Linked DNA regions of Hordeum vulgare: region 2 is linked to region 1. Evidence: chromatin contacts called from public Hi-C data. All regions are on one chromosome and are shown on one strand. The core of a region is the stretch at or near the end of the contact, and the rest is flanking DNA. Distances in the headings are between cores, read along the strand shown.

What was found. Hi-C and Micro-C count contacts between places; a contact is called where the count stands out from the background.
Region 2: a Hi-C map of seedling shows a contact between it and region 1, with 6 times the contacts expected there. The contact joins the promoter of LOC123449433 here to the promoter of LOC123449432 in region 1. A contact is called at or near these places in 5 of 6 Hi-C or Micro-C datasets (leaf, seedling and an unstated tissue) and 1 of 1 datasets of contacts at active chromatin or transcription factors (embryo).

What each region holds. Positions count from the first base shown.
Region 1 is chr4H:548,857,190-548,860,874 of MorexV3_pseudomolecules_assembly, forward strand. LOC123449432 (polyol transporter 5-like) reads right to left here and starts at 1,339. Exons shown (of 2, transcript XM_045126654.1): 1 at 1,055-1,339; 2 at 1-939. The coding sequence starts at 1,175.
Region 2 is chr4H:549,023,652-549,027,792 of MorexV3_pseudomolecules_assembly, forward strand. LOC123449433 (dehydrodolichyl diphosphate synthase complex subunit NUS1-like) reads left to right here and starts at 1,597. Exons shown (of 8, transcript XM_045126656.1): 1 at 1,597-1,905; 2 at 2,881-2,935; 3 at 3,762-4,050. The coding sequence starts at 1,628.

The DNA.
Region 1 (3,685 bases), core at 89-2,588:
GCGGCCTCCGGCCGACCCGGTCGAGGAGGAGCGTCGCGATCGGGATGAAGAAGGTCTTGCACGCGCCCACCGCCATGGACGCCCCCAGCGAGTTGGTCCTGGACTTCATCCCGGCCTTCTCGAACACCCGCGGGCTGTACATCACCACGCAGTCCACGCCCGTGGCCTGCTGGATGAACATGAGCCCGAGGCCGGCGACGAGCATGCGGCGCACGGGCCGGCTCGGGTTGATCAGCAACTCCTTCCACACCCCCTGCCCGCGCGCGGCCTCGTTGGCGCGCACGATGGCGACGACATCATCGGCGTCGGTCGCGTCCGCGGGGATGCCGACCACCTTCTTGATGTCGAGGAGCCGTTCCTCGGCCTCCTCGGGCGAATCGGAGGTCCTCAGCAGGACACGGCGCGCGTCCTCGATCCGGCCCCGCATGACCAGCCACCGGGGCGACTCCGGCATGGCGAGGACGGCGAAGCCGAGGAAGACGGGCGGCACGGCGCCGACGAGGAACATGGCGCGCCAGCTGAGGTGCACGGGGAGGCGCGCAAAGGCGAAGTTGGAGACGTAGCCCAGGAGGATGCCGAAGTTGTTGAACACCTCCGGGAAGGTGGTGAGGAAGCCGCGGGAGGAGGTGGGCGCCACCTCGGCCGTGTACACGGGCGCGATCATGAGGGCGTAGCCGACGCCGATGCCGGCGACGAAGCGGCCGGCCATGAGGAAGGCGTAGTTGGGGGCGAGGCCCATGAGGAGGGCGCCCGTGAAGAAGATGGCGGCCGCCAGCACCATGGTGTAGCGCCGGCCCAGCCAGTCGGACGTGAGCCCCGCCATGAGCGAGCCCAGGAGCGAGTAGATGCTGATGATGCCGGCCAGGATCTCGATCTGCGTGTCCGTGATCTTCAGGTCCTCCTTCATGAACAGCTGCGCGCCGCTCATCACCGAGATGTCTGCTCCAGCGCGCGCACCCACACATCAAAGAACGTAGCGTGTTAGTCAGTCAGCATCGACCTTCATGCACGGTGGGAAGATCTACAGTAGCTGAGAATGCACGTGGCGACGTACCGTATCCGAGGAGGACGGAGTTCATGGAGGCGAGGAGGGCGCACGCGAAGGCGTACTTGTTGATGGGAGGGCGCTTCGCCGGCGCCACGGCCACCGGCACGGCGTCCGCGTCCGTGCTCATGGCGAGGTGCTTGGCTTGGGGATGAGGCGTTTGTGGTAACCTGAAACGGCCGTGTCCCAAGCTCGCTCACTAGCACAGTACTGCTCAGTTCTATTATTGTTTGTACTATGGTTCTAGGCGCTAGTGGCGTACGAGATGTGGTGTGGGAACCATCTTGCCCAGCCCTCGTTTATATACGGGGCTGCTGGTGAACAAGCAAAGCTAGAGCAATAAGTGCACGCTCGCTGTAGCGGCAAATTTACGTATTCCAATTAATGGGAAATTGATATGGGCAGTCGTTCTCAGGTGTATAGAGACATAGAGTGTACACTGCACTGAAGTATATATCGACCGTTGTATTTCGGTGGTCATGAGCTAGTGACTTCGATTCACAGACCAATGACCCAAGGAAGAAGTATATGTTGTTGCCCGCTGCATGACCAACTGACTTGTGACTGGCTAGTTGCCAAGGCATTGAGACGACCTAGTCAATCGTTAATTAGTGGTACATGATGATCTCCACAAGTTGGCAGCACTATCGTTTTTCAGTCAGGTTCAGAATTTTGGAGAAAGGAATTGTGGGATTTCAATTGTGAGGGGACTCCACTTTCTCGTGCTGGGAGCTCTCGCATTTCGCCGTTGATTTTTTTGTTTGCTGATAATTAGGGATAACCGGACGAAGATTAGATTACAAAGGGCACAAATAACATAGTGAGAGAAAATAGTTTTGTTGAATCATATCTAAATGTGACATAAATATCAGACTATGTCATCGATCTTACGCGAAGATTCACGTGGATATTTTTTTTTCTATTTCTGATTAAATCACTTAGATGTGCGTTAACTAGCTCATATCTGGATGTGCTTGGGACACGCCTGAGAAAAAAAAATGCTACCAACACGAAACACACTAATATAGTTGCCGCCTAAAAGCAGTCCGGTATTACTGTGCCTTCCTCTCAACCTCCACCAAGCATAGCAAAAACCGGTGCAACTTGCCCAAAGAAGGACGGGAGAGCCGTGACATGCTACGGATGGAGCACGGAACACGCCTCTCGAAAGCACTACGCCGCCGCACCGCATGCATCTCTCTCACTCCGGAAGAGAGAAACCAAACTCATTATGTGAGAAGCGGGATTGGGCCTCCCCGACATTGGTAGTGGTTAAGGTGTTCCTCTAGACTATGTGCTCTCGAGATATTTCACCAAAGAATCTCATAGAAAAATTTCCTGTAAATGTTTGGAGGAAACCAAGCATGAGCTTTGGCCTCATGAAAAGAAATTTTTGCACACCTTACAATGCATCTTTCTATGTCTTTCATTCTCTCATCTCTCTAATCAAGTAACAATCATCTCAAATTTGTTATATTTTTTATTTATATCATCAAAAGGTTAAGAATTATTGTGTTCCCACTTTTCATAAGATTCAAGTGTCATGGCATTCTCATTTTGTTACTTATGTTTAGAACCATACATTCCAAAGAGTCCTTTCATTAATTAAAACTTATGTATTGGCCTTTTCACCTCATCCAAATGAATGAGCCGATGAAAATATGTCCGAGAGTCAATAATAGAGTGGTTATTATCATATTTTCCTGTTCATGATAATCGTTTACTATCCATACTATAATTGTATTGATAGAAAACTTAAATACATGTGTGGATATAGAAACAACATTGTGTCCCTTGTATTAGACTAGCTCGTTGATCAAAGATGGTTAAGGTTTTCTAAGCATAGACATGATTTATCATTTTATAATGAGATCACATCATGAGGAGAATGATATGATGGACAAGACCCACCCGTAAGCATACCATTTGATTGTGTCACTTAGTTTGTTGCAACTACTTTCTTCATCTCAATTATTTGTTCCTAAGGCCATGAGATCATGCATGCAGCTCCCTCACACCGGAGGAATGCATTGTGTACATCAAACGTCACTTCATAACTCGATGATCATAAAGGTGCTCTATAGGTATATTCGAGGGTGTTTGTTGGGTTAGCATGGATCAAGACTGAGATTTATCATTCCGTATGACACAGATGTATCTCTGGGCCCTCTCGGTACACTGGACCATAACACTTGATTTGGGGCACTTAACTGCCGGGAGAAAAACATGTCTAAGGGCAATGTACCTGCCGGAAGATTAGTTACTCCCGCGACAATCACATTAGGACAGATGAACTGTCGGGAGAACTTGAGCTACACAGATGCCAAAACTGCCGGTAAACTTTAGGGCACAAACTCTGTTGGGAGAACTAAATCTCGACCCATAATCTACTAGAAATCATCTTTGGCACCACACCTAAAATATCAGCACTTAGCACGCGCCACTGAGGAAAAATAGACACACCGGCCCTCCCGCTCCACCAAACCATAGCGCGACCCCCAAATCACGCTGAATCCATCCCGTGCCTTCCACGAGTCCACCAGACCACCGCCACCCCCGAAACCTTCCCACCGCCGCCCCCGAAACCTTCGCACCGCCGCCCCCAAACCTTCCCACTAACATTGCACCCAGACGCTTAGG
Region 2 (4,141 bases), core at 347-2,846, 170 kb after region 1:
GAGTTTTGAGGGAAACCCATGACCATGACCGTAAGTTAATTGTGTGATAGAAAATCTCATGGGCCGGAAGAGGTCGACAAGGCCCGTCTGTCCGTCAGATCATTAGACTCTTCGCAGTCACTAATTAGCAAGCTTCTTTCGGAGCCTCTCAAAGACCACTTCCGTGTGCTGTTATTAGTCGACGTGTTTTTAGTCGTTGCCACGTGCCACATTCTTAGAATTTCCTCAGGATTTTATTTTTTTATTTTTTTACCCCTTTTCGTTTTTTTAGATTGTTTTTTTGTGTTTCAGTTTTTCACCGACCGTTCTTAGTTTTTTGATGAAAAAAAATCATTTTATTTTGCGAAAAACACGCCTTTTGTTACGAGAGACACGGTATTGCTTTCGCGAGAGGCGTGTTTTTGCCTCCGTGAGCCTCTTGAAAACAAAAAACGTGTTTTCTGTTTTTTGGCGAGAGGCACGGTTTTGCTCCCGCGAGAGGTACGACCGTGCCTCTGGGAAAGGAAAAAAAATGTTTTCTGTTTTTTTGCAAGAGACACGGTTTTGCTTTCGCGAGAGGCACGGTCCTGTCTCTCCGAAAGGGAAAAACACACACGATACGCGAGAGGCACGGTTTTGCTTCCGCGAGACGCACATAACCTGTTTGATGTAATGCACATGAGGGTGGAGAGAGGTGGAAGAAAGGTCTGACGTGTGGGTCCTCTCTATAATAACTGTCAAAGCTAACAGTTAACCTGACATGTGGGTCCGATTTGCCAGAAAAACGGTTAAACGAGCTAAATTGGACAGTTAAAAAAATTGGTAGTTTTTTGTCACCAATTAGGAAACTTTTGGTAGTTTTTTGCTGATAATTGTAAAGTGGTAGCTACTGGACACGGTTGCATGAAATGTAATAGTTTTTGACAATTTAATCAGATAAAACGATTTGAAAAAACGAATCTACGAAAAAAGAAAAAAATTCAGGTTATGACAAATGACATGCATGCAGTGTCTTGTTACAACCCAGGGGTTAGAGTGATCTTTAAAAAGAGTAGTAGCTAATTAGTGATTTCGCAGACTCTTGAATGAAACCCGCCGCACTAGGTTCCATCAGGCTGGTTGTAATGGGTAGTATCATATACTAGTATCATGCATATGATATTAATGTATGATACCACATCCGTAATGCATAGTATCATATGTTAGTATCATAGGGTAGTTCATTTATTGACATGTAAGACACATAGTAGCACATCATTTAATATGATACGGTATCATGATATGATACTTAACCCTCTCTTCCTTCATTTAATTCTATGTCACCTCATCAAAATTGCCTACTCCCTCCGTTTCTAAATATAAGACCTTTTAAAGATTGCAATATAAACTACATACGGATGTATGTAGACATATTTTAGAATGTACATTCACTCATTTTGCTCCGTATGTAATCTCCTATTGAAATCTTTAAAAAGTCTTATATTTTGAAACGGAGGAAGTACTCCCTCCGTTCCTAAATATAAGTCTTTTTAAAGATTTCACTAGGGGACAACATACAGATCAAAATGAGTGAATCTACACTCTAAAGTATGTCTCCTAGTGAAATCTCTAAAAAGACTTATATTTAGGAACGGATGTAGTAGTTGACATGCATGATACTATCTATGATACTACCATTACGGGCAGCCTGAGATCAGGGCCCTCCAGCCCTCAAAAAGGAAAAGAAAAACAGATCAGGGCCCATTGCTTTGATCCTGGTCAAAATCCTGTCGCTGGTCTTCTACCTTTGGGCAACGGGAGTTCAGATCGTGAATTCGTTGCTCTTGCCCGGCCGCAGCTGCCGCCTCCGCGGTGCCGATGCGGCCGTGACGCCGCCGGGCCTGGGGTAAGCGCGGCAGCGACGGCGTCGACCGGCGGCACGCTGAGGCAAGTCTCACCTTCCCACCCATCCATTCCATCTCCCCTCCTCTCCCCGTTGAGACCGCGAGACCCACTCTGCGTGGGCGCGCGGGCGTGCTCCTCGTCGAGCCGCACGGTAGGTGTTCGACCAAATGCGTGGCAAGAAAATGCCGACTAGTTTATCCTCGCCTCGCCTCGCTGTCCGCACCGTCCGTTCGCACGAATCAGACTACTGTAGCATGTAGGGCCTGTAGCACCCGCCTTTGAATTATTCCATCACGTCGGCAGCCGTCCGCCGCTTGATCCCACACGTGTGCAAATGCCCCCAGCACGTACACGTACTGCCTGCAATCATGCCGTCGACATCAATCAGTGGCTGAACCTTCGAATAAACTTCCTTTATCGTGTGTGCGTGGAGAACTTCGAATAAACTTTCAGAAAGCAAGCAGACAGCAGAGGTCAATATCAGAATCAGCAGTACGCATGTGATGACCCGCTGTAGTAGTACGGCACATCTTATGCTAGCTTTTTTTTGTGATTGTAGCTCTTCCTCGGCCCGGCTACACATTCGGTTCCTCCAATTCGATAGCGTGCTCCTGGTTCTTGATCCTTCGGCTGCTTTTCGCCCCATCTCTCTCAGCCCAAGCTGTGGCTACCATGGGCGCCAAGGCCATGTCAGATTTCTTTGCTTGCCGTCTGCTTCTGTTTCCATTCCCCCCCTGTGCCATTTTAGCTCCAACGCATGTTACCTGATGCCTCGTCCAGAAATAATAAATTCAGTTCAACTTCAAAAAAAATTGCTCTATGCATAGGTCGCTGTACGCGTACGGTGTCCTTTCTTCCTTCTTTCGATTTCCAGAAACTGATCTTTGCATTATATGCACGGTGTCCTCTTCTTCCATCTTTGAAAATCCAAAAATTGTACTGTGCATAGGCCGTTGCATCTACGATGTCCTCTTCGTCCTTTCTTGATAAATATTAATCTCGTGGTTCTTGGTGCAGGGAGGCATTTGTGGCCAATGAGACCACCCTACTCATCAATAAGCCTCCTCCACATGTATTTAAACTGGTGAATTGGGTTCCTCCACTTGCAACTGTTGTTAGCTTCATTTCCCGCGTACTTATAGTGATAGAGACTAAAATCTGGCGACTGAATACTTGCTGTGAATCGTGGTGGGTAACTATAACAGTGCAAAAACGCACCAGTGAGTAGTTTATTCCTTGTAGATAAGTTATTCATTGTTCTTGTGAGGGAAGGAAGACTACGATTAAGCAGTACCTTAGCTTCTCTACAGTAGTTTTCTTTGGTTTCTATAGTGCAACTGAATCGCTTGACTAAGAAGATTTCTCTGAGTTGCCTCTTTCCCTTATTTTTTGACGATCTGAGCTGAAAGCTTAACTGCTGATTTAGTCCTATGTTTTTTTGTGATATTACCTGAAGTGCTCTTTGCATATTTCTGATGATCTTAACCGTTGATTTGCTCCTATACTTTCTATGATCTTAGCTGGAGTTCAGCATTTACTTAGTCCTACCAAACATTCTAGTCATGTCAAGCTTTAATCTTCATTATAATACTTCTTGCTTATTGCAACAACCCCATTTTAGATAGATTCAATCCCTAAGTTATTTACTGAAATGTTTCAGGCATCATGCTAGTGTTGTTTGACGAATGAGAATTAGAAAATAAATAGTAAATTTAGGATGCAAAGCAATACGTGTGATGCCATTGAGATGGCCATCTCATTATTGGAGTGTATTAAGGGTTTGGTTCAAAAACCTCTTGACATAAATGACTACTTTTCTTTCTGTAAATATGCATATCTTCATATTAATGCATTCTGGGGGAGAAAAATTAGCTAAAATATTGTGTTTTTCTGTGCAGATGTCTCTACCATCAATGATTATAAAGCTCACTTTGGGCTTTCTCTGGTGCATCATCCACTTAGCAATCAGCCTTTTAAGCTTATGTTCTCTTCTGATTTTCAATCTAGAGTGTTGTCTTATTTCATCTGGGTTGTTGTGGAAGTATTGGAATCTCCAACTGGCGAAACTCAAATACCTCGCTATCGTGGTAGATAGCAGAGAAGCTAAGAATACCGTGAAGATCAATCAGCTATTATGTTGGCTCAAAACTCTTGGTGTGAAGTATGTATGTCTCTACGACATTGACGGTAAGACACTGAGTTCACTATTCTAATTTGTAGGTACTATTGCCTTCTGTCTGAAATCTATCTTGCGAAAATGAAGATGGTTATAGAAGTC